3 separate regions of the Mus musculus genome follow, and regions 1 and 2 are each linked to region 3. A link is a contact called in public promoter capture Hi-C data. All regions are on one chromosome and are shown on one strand. Each heading gives the region's core, a stretch centred on a gene start, on an enhancer-like site or on the middle of the called end of the contact. The rest is flanking DNA. Distances are from core to core; before and after follow the strand shown. Region 1 overlaps Lpcat3 (lysophosphatidylcholine acyltransferase 3). Region 2 holds the start of P3h3 (prolyl 3-hydroxylase 3). Region 3 holds the start of Ncapd2 (non-SMC condensin I complex, subunit D2).

Region 1 (4,081 bases), core at 1,347-3,846, 490 kb after region 3:
TCTGCCCTGAGGAGTAGAGTGCTGACTGGCTCCCACTTGTGGCCACTGAGGGTACATCAGACACAACACAGACTATGGGCTTAGGTGGGTACATGAGGACTGGCCGCTTGCTTCAGCAGGTACAGCTGAGTCCTGAGGGTCTGGCACCAACGCTGCTATGGTTCTCAGGCTGCTTAGACCCAGTGATGGGACACTATAAACAGCACGCAAGGAAGGACAGGATGAGCTACTTCCACAGAGTTGGTTGATTTTTTGGGGGGTGGTGGCCTTAGAACAAAAGCTTAGAGTGTTAAGTAGGACATGGACAGAAGTGACAACACCCCTACCCTCAGTGTAGTGTGGGAGGAGCCTGGGCTCAGGCCTCAATACTTACCGGGCTACCCAGGCATTGGTATTGATGTTGAAAGAGGCGATGGTGCCATTGAAGCGAGGGGTGGTTTCAAAGAGCCACACTTTCATGTTGGCACAGGCATCCCATCTCACGGTCCCATTTTCATCGAAGCCATTAAAGCCCAGGCCCGACAGAATGCACACTCCTTCCTGAAGGGAAGGATGGTTAGGGCTCTCGCCACTCGCCGCCTCCAAGCCTCCCCTTTTCTCAGCTTGTCTAAATGTGACATACTACTTACTGTGACCAGCCAGCAGGTGACGTATTTGTACAGCACAAATTTGCCCCAGATCAGCATGTACATGCAGCGGAACCAGAAAGGGCGGTTCTTGAAGAAGAGAACACAGGAACATTAGGGAAGGTACGGGCATGGCACAGTCCCCTAGATATCTTCAAACTGGCGGATGGCTCCTCCACTCCTATCAGTTCTGATGTCACGTGTGCCACGGCAGCCTAGCCCCCACCTGCCTGTAACCAGCCAAGAGGTGCCAATATGCATCCACCTCCTCTGCACGGCCTAGGCGTTTGTTGTCAGCAGAGGGGCCTTGCAGAGCCAGCCGCACAGTCTGGAATGCAGAGAAATCTACCCAGAATGACGGGGAGCTCCTGTGAGCTTTTCAGGGGAAGTGGCAAAAGCCAGCTTTCCTCTCGAAGCACCACCTCTGGACAAGCCCCTAAGTCTGTCAATTTAAGAAAAAAGCCACCTGATGCAGCACTCCAAGTCACAACACTAAGGGAGAGCTTCTTGAGCTTATTTGGGGGGGGGGGGGAGAGGGAGGGCAAGGCGTGCAAAAGTACACCTGGAGCTCCCCCCCCCCCATGCCCAAGGTTTGTCCATGCAGGTTTTAGCCTGGGTGGCACCAACTCTCACAGACTAGCAAAACCCCACACACATCTGAGATGGCGCTTGTCTGCCATCTACAGGGCTCTCTGCTTATCCCTTTGTGTGAGGCAGTAGTCACATTCCTGTGCTGACAGACACTCACATCATAGTCTTCTGTGAGGAGATAGTCGTCTGTGATGTGGGGGCTCAGCAGGGTGTAGCCCACCAGGTAGACAAGGCCCAGACTCAGGCGCTTGAGAGCAGGTATGGTGCTGGAAAGGAACAAGTGGGGTCACAGACAGCAGAGCATCGCCCTTCACCCTCTGACCTGTAGTCACGGAAAGGAGCATGTCAGGGTGTGGCGACGGCTGCGGGCTGTTTCCCAGAGAGACAGCTTTCTCTGCTTGGCTATTCGAAAACCCCAGTTACAGGAGAGGGCAGGAGGGAGCAGTGTGCAGGAGGCTTTAACCCTCAGAGCTACTGAGCCCAGAACTTGTCAGTGGTAAGGCTAACAACCATGTGCAGAACAACCAGCAATCTCAATTCGCGCTGGCACACAGGAGGACAGGTTCCCAGTGAAGGCATTCCAGCGGCGTTTGCATTATCTCTTAAGTATATATTTCTGTGTACATTTTTGTATATTGAACAGGGTCTCCCTCTATGAGGAAGCTTTGAAGGGAGGAGCATAACTTGTGGGCAAAACATGTGTGCTTTAGGGTCAGCTTGAACGGCTGGGGCAGACATTGTCCATGTGACACTGTGACAATCGGGCCACTGTGCTAGGGCTGACCTTTAGGAGAGTCACTTTAGAGTGATTGTACTAGGTAGAATCCCTACATGGAGGTCTTGACAAGGGGGGGCGCGGGGGGAGGGAGGGCGGTGTGATTACCTGTTTGGCATCTTCCCTGGTATGTCAGTCAGCTGTCCCCGCACCAGCTTCATGTAGTGGTTCATTGAAAATTGGGGCCCTACCAAGAAGGCTCCATAGAAGTAGGAGAAGCCAGCAACTTCCAGCAATGAAGGGACACCCCGTATGGCATATTTCTGTTGCTCAGAGGTCAAGGAATTCTATGCCAAGAATAGAATGTACGGCTCAGGATAGCCTTGAATTTTACCCCAGAGGCATTCCCTCTGAGCATTCCAATCTGTGCCCCACTGCCTGGAGCTCTTTAGTGTGGGATGGGAGGTAGAAGGTTGCTTCATGGGAAAATGTGTGGGGTAGCTTAGCCAACAGCTGCCTGTGGCTGTGGTGACAAATGCCTTGCTGGCACTCATCTCTGGACTTTGTGCAAGAGCTGGAGCCTGGACAAGTTACCCTGGCTCGGCCCTGCCCAGCTGGAAGACAGCTCATAGGCTAGGGAATGAGGCAGAGGCTCTGCCCTGGTGGGGATCGGTCTTGGTAAGAGCAGCCCTTCCCCTTCCCGCTGGTTAGTCCCTATCCTCTGACAGCGTGGACACTTACCCCGTCTTTGCCTCCATCGTAGTAGTCAATACACAGCCCTGAGCAAAGAGAGAAGGGGAGGGGAGGGCAGACATGAGGGCGTGCTCTGTGGAGCATGACATCAGTATGGTTTATTTTGGCTCTGTGGGGGAGGGGCCCACCTGTAAAGGAGGAAGACAGTACCTTTCTTCCCACTTACCAATTAGCTTCAGTGTCAAGACACAATGTGGCATTGTCCACTTGATATCGTAGTCACCGGTGGCTGTGTAGTAATATCCGGCAAGAAGGTAGGCCTAGGAGAGGGGGCATCTTCACCATCGTTCACATTCCACCCCCCCTCCTTTTTTTGGGGGGCAGTCTATGGCCTCCTAGTCACAACCCTCCTCTCAGCCTTCCAAGCCTGTGCCACCATGTCTGACTTCATTTCCCCTGGCTCTGCAATCCTTCCCCTTTCCTCTCTTCTGGTCCTTCCTATCTATGAGCTAGGCCTGCTGGTGCAGACCTAGAATCCTGGCACTTGAGAGAGATGGAAGCCAGCTTGAGCTATAGAGTTTGAAGCTGCCTTGGTCACAGAGTGAGCCTCATCTCAATAAAGAAACAAATCCTACAAACAGGGGCGTTACCACCTCAGAGGAATGGCTTGCTTAGGGCATTGGATGGACATTTGCCTGCACAGCTTCTGCAGCTCAGTCTAGATTGGTTGTAACTCATGGTCAGCTGGGCTAACTGGTGAGAACCAAGGAACCCTGCTGGCATAGACTGGAGGCCAGTAATGAGTTACTGCTACAGTCTGCCTAAGGCCTGTGCCGAGTGACCTGCCCACAGTCAGATGCTGTGTGTTGGGCGGAGGGATTGCAAGCTAGGTCTCCTCGGTCACTGTGCTACCACCCCCTGCCTTGCCCCTCTCCACACCTCCTGTCAGATGTGACCTGAGCTGCTATGAGAAAAGTTTACCATCTGGAAGCAAAGGGTAGTAATAACGGCAGTGACGGTGCGGCCCATGAGTCGCAGGATGAGGAACTGAAGCACGACACATAGCAAGGAGTGGTAGAACTGGTGGCCTGGGTGCAGAGAAGAGAGCAGCGTTTAGGACCGTGGTGCCCATTCCTCCTGAGATTCCCAGAAGAGGACACAGTATGCAGCACTGGAGGTGGTTAGAGCACCTGCCCGGCATGCAGGAAGCCCTGGGCTCAATCCCCAGCTAGACTGGACCAGGCCTGCCACCTAGCACTTGGGAAGTAGAGACAGGAGGAGCAAGGTGACCTTTTTCACAATTAAGGTCGGCCTGGGTTACATGACACTGTCTCAAAATAAATAAACTTTAAGTGTAGGTGTGCCATGGTAAGTGCAGAGGTCAAAGGGCGACTAGAGAAAGTTTGTTATCCTCATCCACCGGGTGGGAAAGCCACCAGGCTTGGCAGCTTGTGCT
Region 2 (3,875 bases), core at 643-3,142, 330 kb after region 3:
ATTCGCTTTGATGCTAACGGGGCCACAGGGTCAGGGAGTCGGGACCCCACCCAGGTGAAGCTGCTGCCTGGGCGGCACATGCTCTTCCCACCGCTGGAGAGAGTACACTACTTACAGGTATGGGACAGAAGGACTCACCTCCATTCTGGTCTCCTGCACCACTGCTCTTTGGCTTTGGACTGCAGGGTACCCTAGGGGGTCAGGTAAAGGAGAGACAAGAGGAAGAAAGTTTCCCTCAGATCTCTCAGAACCAGGTTTGCCTACTAGAGTAAACACGTTGGAGAAAAGGAAGAGTATGAAGCCATCTTGCAGAGTCCCCACCTTGGTTCCTGTCACCTTTACCTTTGTCTCTGCAGCATCTCCAGGTCTCACCTGCTCCTCTTCCCAGGTCCCTTTGTCCCGACGATTATCCCACGATGAGACCAACATCTTTTCTACTCCTCGGGCACCAGGCTCCTTCCTGCACAAGTGGTCCTCATCGGATGATATCCGGATCCTCCCAGCCCAGAGCCGAGCCCTCGGAGGCCCTCCAGAATACCTGGGACAGAGACACAGGCTGGAGGATGAGGAGGATGAGGAAGAGGCTGAAGGCGGGGGCTTGGCCAGCCTTCGACAGTTTCTAGAAAGTGGGGTTCTGGGGTCGGGTGGGGGACCCCCACGAGGTCCCGGTTTTTTCCGGGAGGAGATCACCACCTTCATCGATGAGACACCTCTGCCTTCTCCAACTGCGTCACCAGGACCCTCTCCTCGTAGGCCTAGACCACTGGGTTTTTCACCTCGACGGCTCTCCCTTGGGTCTCCGGATAGCCGAGCCGTTGGACTTCCTTTGGGGTTAAGTGCAGGAAGACGCTGTTCCCTGACCGGGAGCGAAGGGAGTTCAAGGGCTTGGGGAAGACCCTGGGGGCCAGGTAACCCCATCTTCCCCCAGTTGACCCTGTGAGGCCGCATAGGCCTGCTTCACTGGAGGGGGGGGGGAGGCACGAGCGAGTGAGTATGCCTCATCCTGGCCCTGAGTCTATGGCAGCTGCCTCCAGGGAGATGGGGGGGGGGGGGCCTACATCCGGGCTCTAGAGCCCCAGCTCTCTCCCATCCAAGTGACCAGATACCCAACGCACCCGTCTTCACCCCTAGCAAAATGTATTAAAAGGCTGAGTTGCCGTGGAAACCTTGATGTTCAGCGTTTGCGGGGAGGGGGGGCAAATGGTCAGTGGCTTGGGCGAGGGAAAGTGGCTAGAGGACAAACCGGATAAAGGGCAGGGGGAAGAGGTATAGAAAGAGACGGCCCAATACGACGCAGACAGACATAGGAGAAATGGGCGTAGGAGCGTAAGATCCTGGGGTGGAGCAAGGGACACTAGAGTGTGTTAGTTTGAATGGGAAGGATCTTTGCTTAAATTAGTAAAAAGTACTCAATTCCCATCTCCCCTAAATGCGTCTGGGCGCTCAGTTTCTGAGTAGAAAAGTTTTGGTGCCAGAATTGGTGTCCCAAACACGGAGTCACCCTCTTCCAGGCAGCGTTTCGAAAATCCATCTTCACATGGTGGGTTGGCAGGAGCGTGGGTAGATGAACGTGTGAGGGGCGTCCACAATCCTTTTCCAGGACTCAAGGATGGACGGAAACGAAGTTACCCCCACGTCACAGGCCAGGAGCCCTATTTCACCCTTCTTTCTCCATTTCCCTTTCTTACCCACACTAGACCCATGTGTCCCTCGGATTTCTCACTCCGTCTCACTTCGGTTTTCCCAGGGGCAGGCCTAAATCCAGCAGGTTTCTTTGGCATCACTCATTCCCTCTCTCTTCCTCTCCCTCCTCTTCTCCATCTCTCCTTCCTTCTCCTCCCCCTACCCCCCCTCCTTCCTCTCCCTCCCTCCCTCCCGTCTCCGCATTTCCCTTCGGCGGTGGGCCCGCGACTCTGGCACCATGCTCCGGCTCCTGCGGTTGTTGCTTTTGCTGCTGCTGCCTCCCCCGGGGTCCCCCGAGCCTCCCGAGCCCCCGGGCCTGGCTCAGTTGTCACCGGGGTCGCCTCCCCAGGCCCCCGACTTGCTCTACGCGGACGGGCTGCGAGCCTACTCGGCCGGGGCTTGGGCGCCCGCAGTGGCGCTGCTGCGAGAGGCGCTGCGGAGCCGGGCGGCGCTGGGCCGCGCGCGCCAGGAGTGCGGGGCGAGCTGCGCGGCCGAGCCGGGCGCCGCGCTCCCCTCCCAGCTCCTCGGAGCCCCACATCCTGTCTCCGGGCCCGGGGTCTGGGAACCGCTGCTCCTGCGCGCCACGCTCCGCCGCGCCGAGTGCCTGACCCAGTGCGCGGTGCGGAGGCTGGGCCCGGGGGGCGCGGCGCGGCTCCGCGTGGGGAGCGCGCTGCGGGATGCCTTCCGCCGGCGGGAGCCTTACAACTACCTGCAGAGGGCCTACTACCAGGTGCGGGGGCCGGCCAGGGTGCTACCCCAAGCCTACTGACTGTCTTACTGGGAGCTGACCAGGAGAGGGCGGGATGCTCGCCGCCCGGACTCGGGGGTGGAGCCTTGGAGGGCGGATAACGGAGTTCTACTCTTGTGTGGGTACCATTGAAACGTGGCCAGGACTTGCGATGGCCGCAGAGGGAGGGTCAAGAGAGAGCGTGGAGAACGTGTCAAATTGGAATGAAGAGGAGTGGGAGTAGACCGAATATGTTGGGAGGGCTCCGCAGTTTTATTTTAGCGGGTCTAGGCTAATGAATGCAACCTTTCAGATACGAAGAGCAGATGGAGAGGTGCCCCAAACCATACACACACACACACACACACACACACACACAGAGAGAGAGAGAGACAGACAGACAGACAGACAGAGACAGACAGAGAGAGACAGAGAGAGAGACAGACAGACAGACAGAGACAGAGAGAGAGAGACAGGCAGAGAGAGTGCATGTGTTCGTTCAGGAGTGGGCGTTTGAGTAGGAGCTTTCTCTTGGGGAAGAATCGAGCTTCGGAAAGGTTGAAGGAGCGGGGCTAGTTTGCAGAAGGAAGTACGGCTGAGGCTGGAATCTGGGTCTGTGGCAGTAGACAGTGTGCAGTTTCCAGAATGGTAGCTGATGCCTACGTGGCTGGAGGCGGGAGGGGCTCTAGTTTCACACACCTCAGCCCAGGGTCCTAGAGGCCTGCAGATTCTCGTCATTCAAGGTCTCCCCGCTCCCCCGCCCCTCCCCCATCTACTTGAGCCTCTCATTTCGTTGTCTCCAAAACAGAGATCCTGGGGCCTTCAGCCCGAGGCCCACCCACTCTGACGCTTCCATATCTCCTTTCTGTACCAGAGTCCTGGGGAGCCCAACATTCTGGCTCCCGAGGGATCTGGTGGTTTCCAGTTTTGATTGGCTAGGCTGCCATAAGGCTCTGGGGGAGGCTGGTGAAGGACAGAGGTCCAAAATCCCACCCCCACCCACCATACACACACACACACACACCACCACCACCACCCCATGCACGCACATGCACACGCACACCCCTCTGGACTCTCATATCTCATCTCTTTGGATCCTTAGTTGAAGAAGCTGGACCTGGCAGCTTCTGCAGCACACACCTTCTTTGTGGCAAACCCAACACACCTGCAGATGCGGGAAGACATGGCTAAGTACAGAAGGATGTCTGCAATCCGACCCCAGAGCTTCCGGGACCTGGTGACGCCCCTATACTGGGTGAGGTCCTCAATGCTGGCTGAAATCTGCCAACTCCAGCCTGTGCAGTTTGAGCATATCTGGGTACCGCTCCTCGGTGGCGCTGGGTGAGGAGTCTTTCCCTAGCACCCAGTTTCCTCAGTGATCACTAAAGTGTGCCGTTCTAGCGTTCTGATTCTGAGGCCACACCTGTTCTTCCTCTGGGTGTATGAAATACCATACAGATTTCCA
Region 3 (3,969 bases), core at 25-2,524:
TCCCATTTACTCGCTTTGGCCCTCAGACCTGCCCACTACTGTGTTAGTGAGACTGAGTCCCGCACTCCTCACTATTCTCCGCATCTCAGACTGGTCTTGCCTGGCTTCATCTCCCGTGTAACAGGTTTGTGCCCCCAGGCTTGCCCCGGGCACATTACTATTCTCTCCACAAATAAAACCGAAAGAGTCAAGAGAGCATACTAATCCTTCAGAAACCAGGAATCGCGTCCTACCCAGGATTCCAATGTTGTCGTAGACGCCAAACAGAGCCCTCTTCTCGTTCCAGCGATCAACCACTTTGGGAGGTGGAAGAGTGAGCCTTACGAAGGCCAACCGTGGGACGCCTAGGGAAGGACAGAAGCATGAATCAGCACTGCCCAGTGACAAGCCGTTAGCCGGCCGTCCTACTACACTTAAGCCACTTACCCAGAGAGAAGCTTCGGCATGCCGAGGGCACCCAGCCCCACAGTCTCCTACTTGCCGCCCAAGGGACACTCCCTGCCATTACTCTAGCCTGTCCGCCTCAGTAGGGGCAGCAAACCAGCCGGAAAAATGGGGAGCGGGTGTGAATTCCAAAGCCAAGACACAGATTACAGTCCCAGGCGGGACTCACACGGTAGTGACAGTAAGAGGAGCCATTTTGGGCCTTACCCAGGTAGCTTAGGGAGTCATCCCAAGGTGGCTCGCACAGCCACAAGCCCCGCCCTCCAAGTTCCGGCCTGTGAGGCGCGTCCAGTCAAATACTTCCGGTTTAGCCCCTGGAAGAATGGAACCGCTGCGGTGTTTGTTGTCGCAGGAAAGGACGCCCCCAAACCGAAATTCCGTTAAAATAAGCTCTCTCCTGTCCCTTGCGCGTCCTCAACTGTGAGGGAAGTGGAGGACGGGAGCCTGGCGCTACGGCAAGCTGAGTTTTGCTGGGGCAGTATATTCCCGGAGTGTACAGGGCCGGGCGCCACATGGTTAAAAGCTGGACTGCTTTAGGCGGCCCGCGGAGAGACAACGGGTGACCATGCTTAGCCGACTACGGTAGAGATGCCGGGAAAGCGCAGACTCGGGGCCACGCCCCTCGCCCGCTTGCCCCGCCCCCGGGGCTGTGATTGGTTGGCTTCTCCAGCCTCTGTCGCGATTGGCCTCCTGGCAGCCGTTGAGGTTTGAACAGGGAATTGCGGGCTCCGCGAGCGCGACGCCTGGCGCTGAGGCGGGTCTCCGTCTCAGCCTGCCGCGGATTGGCCGGTTCCTCCGCTAGCTTGAAAACCATCTCGTTGTTTGGCGCGTATCCTGCCCTATTGTTTTCTTCCTTCCTTTTCAGCAGGGGGCTCTCCGGTTGAAGAAGCGGCGGGTGAGGGGTGTCGCGGGGTCCAGGTGAGATGTGGCAGTGCGAAAGGTTGGGAAGGGAAAGGTTGAGAAAAAGCAGGTCCAGGACGTGACGCAGCCTTTGCCGGAGTGCGGTCGGGAGCGACGGTCTGGTAGGGATGCCCTTGAGATCCAGTATGGCTGTGTGTCTGACAGATCAGAATCTGAATGTGTGGTGTGGGCAAAATCGCATAGCCTTACTACCCAATGTGTAAATTTGGTTGTTTCGTTCTGCACCCCATGAGACTGAAATCAGGCACAGGATAAGTAGAAGTTAATGTCCTTCCATTCCATTGATTGGGCTGGAACCCCAATGCTCAGTAAAATATTTCTTAAGGATTTTTTTCACTTTAAAATGGAAGCAATAAGTCTGTATGTATACACTGATTGTCACTTAATAGTTCATTAGTATTGTCTTGTGTTGTTGTGTTGTTGTTGTTGTTGTTGTTGTTGTTGTTGAGATGTACTCCTTGCAGCCTCACTGCAGTCCTGGCTGACATCAAACTCAGCAGTCCTCCTGCCTCAGCCTTCTAATGTTGCCTTTATACACATGTTCCACCACCCCTGGCTATTGACTAGTTTTTATCCCTTGATTCTTTTGATCCCCAGAGCAACACCATTTTACAGAGACCATGAGACTCAATGACTTAGTGTCAGAATAATAAGAATTATGCTCACTTGATCTATTTGTGTTGATTTTTAAAAAACTAATAGTGATATATTATTTTAAAATATCATACAGTTAATATATTTGGAGTTATTTAAAATTTATACCGAGAAAAACATATGTATTTTCAGTATTGCTGTAGACAAACATCTGCATAAGACTGTTCAATTGATTGTTGTGTTATATCACACAACTTTTATAATACTCATTGTTATTGTTACAATATTATATGTATATATATTTTTGTTTGTTTGTTTTGTTTTTTTTTGAGTTAGGGTTTCTCTGTATAGCCCTGGCTGTCCTGGAACTGCCTCTGCCTCCCGAGTGCTGGGATTAAAGGCGTGTGCTACCACGCCCAGCTTATTTTATAAATTTTAAAGAATATGATAAAAAACAAAAGGTATTGCAGGTTTTGAAAGGGGGGACTCTCTGGGAGGAGTTGGGGTACAAAAGGGAAAGAAGAATGTGATGTAAGTCTATTTACTCAAAATATGTAACAAATTCAGGTAAATTGAAATTATGTATCTTTTCTCATCAGAATGCAATAAAACTTAAAGGAAAAAATTATTCTCCTCTAGAGTTGCTTTTATATTGAGGGTGAGGGTTTGCAGGGGAGGGTGTTTTATGACAAGATCTCTTGCAGCCCACACCACGTAGCCGAGACTAGCCTTGAACTCCATCCTACTGATTCCCGTGGACTTGGGACATAGATATAAGCATGTGTTACTTTGTGCGGCTCTGATCTTATATTTTATAAGACGATTCATATAGCTGTTATAAGACTGAAAAACATTTGAAAAAATATATATTTTATTTATATTGAACTGAACCTGGGGTAGACTCAGTAGAAATGTTCTTGTCACATAATCAAAAGATGACACACTGGTAGATTTACACCATGCCTTTTTTTTTTTTGCTGTTTGGTTTCTAGGTGAACCAGGGGGAGAAAGATGTCTCCCCACAACTTTGAATTCCACTTGCCCTTATCTCCAGAGGAGCTGCTGAAAAGTGGAGGTGTGAATCAGTACGTTGTCCGGGAGGTGCTGCCCGTCAAGCACCTCTCATCCCAGCTTAGAGGTGAGAGACTCCATGCAATGATGTTATCCTTTCTGTTCTACAGCCCCGGGACACTCCATCTGGGCCAGGGAGGTCTTTCCTAGTCCCTGCCTTTAGTTGTTTGTTGTCCCATAGTTGGTTGGTTGGTTGGTTTATTTGTATCACCACATGGAATTCATGGCATAAAATGTCCTGGGCCATTTTTGAGAAAAAGGTGGTTTTTGTTTTTTTTTCGAGACAGGGTTTCTCTGTGTAGCCCTGGCTGGCCTGGAACTCACTCTGTAGACCAGGCTGGCCTCGAACTCAGAAATCCGCCTGCCTCTGCCTCCCAAGTGCTGGGATTAAAGGTGTGCGCCACCACTGCCCGGCTCCGGTTTTTGTATTTTTACCTCTTACCATGTGTCAATGTATAGTCCTGGTAATTGTAGACTAGGGGTTGGAGAGGTGGTTTAGAGGTTAAGGGTACTGCCTATTCTTCCAGAGGACCCAGGTTTGAGTCCCACTATTCACAAGGCAGCTCACTACTGTCTGTAACTTGTGCATGTGGTACGTGGATGGATGAATGGATAGACAAGACAGACAGATAGAGGTGTGTGTGTGCACACTACACCAGAACAGAACACCAGCACACATACAATAAATGCATGAAGTTTAGAAGTCCTGTGGGCGGTGCCAGGGTTTGCCTTGCCTATTCTCAGAGAGCACTGTTTAGAAACTACATTATGTTTCCAGGATGTTCAGTGAAGGAGAAACATAGCTGCAACAGCACACAACATAGTCGCTTGTCACTTAAACATGCCGTGTGGGGAGACACGTTTGAGAGGCCTGTTGCTAGATGATTCATTAATATGGAAACATCATTAAGAGTACGGGTGCACACGTTTTCATGGTAT

What was found. Promoter capture Hi-C pulls out the DNA fragments that hold promoters and counts their contacts. Capture Hi-C pulls out chosen DNA fragments and counts their contacts.
Region 1: a contact with region 3 is called in a promoter capture Hi-C map of the C10 cell line, with 4 times the contacts expected there. The contact joins the enhancer-like site here to the promoter of Ncapd2 in region 3. A contact is called at or near these places in 4 of 39 promoter capture datasets (the C10 cell line, neutrophils and pre-B cells), 3 of 115 datasets of contacts at active chromatin or transcription factors (the SCID.adh cell line, embryonic stem cells and pancreatic cancer cells) and 2 of 9 other capture datasets (adipose tissue and liver).
Region 2: a contact with region 3 is called in a promoter capture Hi-C map of pancreatic islet. The contact joins the promoter of P3h3 here to the promoter of Ncapd2 in region 3. A contact is called at or near these places in 4 of 39 promoter capture datasets (the C10 cell line, liver, macrophages and 1 more), 2 of 115 datasets of contacts at active chromatin or transcription factors (embryonic stem cells and pancreatic cancer cells) and 4 of 9 other capture datasets (adipose tissue, embryonic stem cells, liver and 1 more).

The regions. Positions count from the first base shown.
Region 1 is chr6:124,698,871-124,702,951 of GRCm38.p6, reverse strand. It overlaps Lpcat3 (lysophosphatidylcholine acyltransferase 3), which reads right to left. Exons shown (of 13, transcript NM_145130.2): 3 at 3,607-3,713; 4 at 2,852-2,945; 5 at 2,674-2,711; 6 at 2,101-2,279; 7 at 1,375-1,483; 8 at 630-716; 9 at 374-540. Among named protein-coding and RNA genes, the nearest start is that of Emg1, 11 kb to the left of the region's middle. Within about 2 kb of position 2,596, at least 115 of the 459 cell types and tissues checked have an H3K27ac peak or open chromatin away from gene starts, as enhancers often do. A contact at or near this core is called in adipose tissue, embryonic stem cells, liver and 1 more, where this site is marked.
Region 2 is chr6:124,855,734-124,859,608 of GRCm38.p6, reverse strand. It overlaps P3h3 (prolyl 3-hydroxylase 3), which reads left to right and starts at 1,892. Exons shown (of 15, transcript NM_013534.5): 1 at 1,892-2,413; 2 at 3,513-3,665. The coding sequence starts at 1,922. Gpr162 (G protein-coupled receptor 162) reads left to right here. Exons shown (of 5, transcript NM_013533.4): 4 at 1-117; 5 at 389-1,165. The coding sequence ends at 940. It overlaps Gm32404 (a long non-coding RNA gene), which reads right to left and starts at 1,802. Exons shown (of 3, transcript XR_378023.2): 1 at 1,689-1,802; 2 at 373-1,602; 3 at 1-191.
Region 3 is chr6:125,188,891-125,192,859 of GRCm38.p6, reverse strand. Ncapd2 (non-SMC condensin I complex, subunit D2) reads left to right here and starts at 1,274. Exons shown (of 32, transcript NM_146171.1): 1 at 1,274-1,362; 2 at 2,952-3,097. The coding sequence starts at 2,971. It overlaps Mrpl51 (mitochondrial ribosomal protein L51), which reads right to left and starts at 660. Exons shown (of 3, transcript NM_025595.3): 1 at 427-660; 2 at 234-344. The coding sequence starts at 505.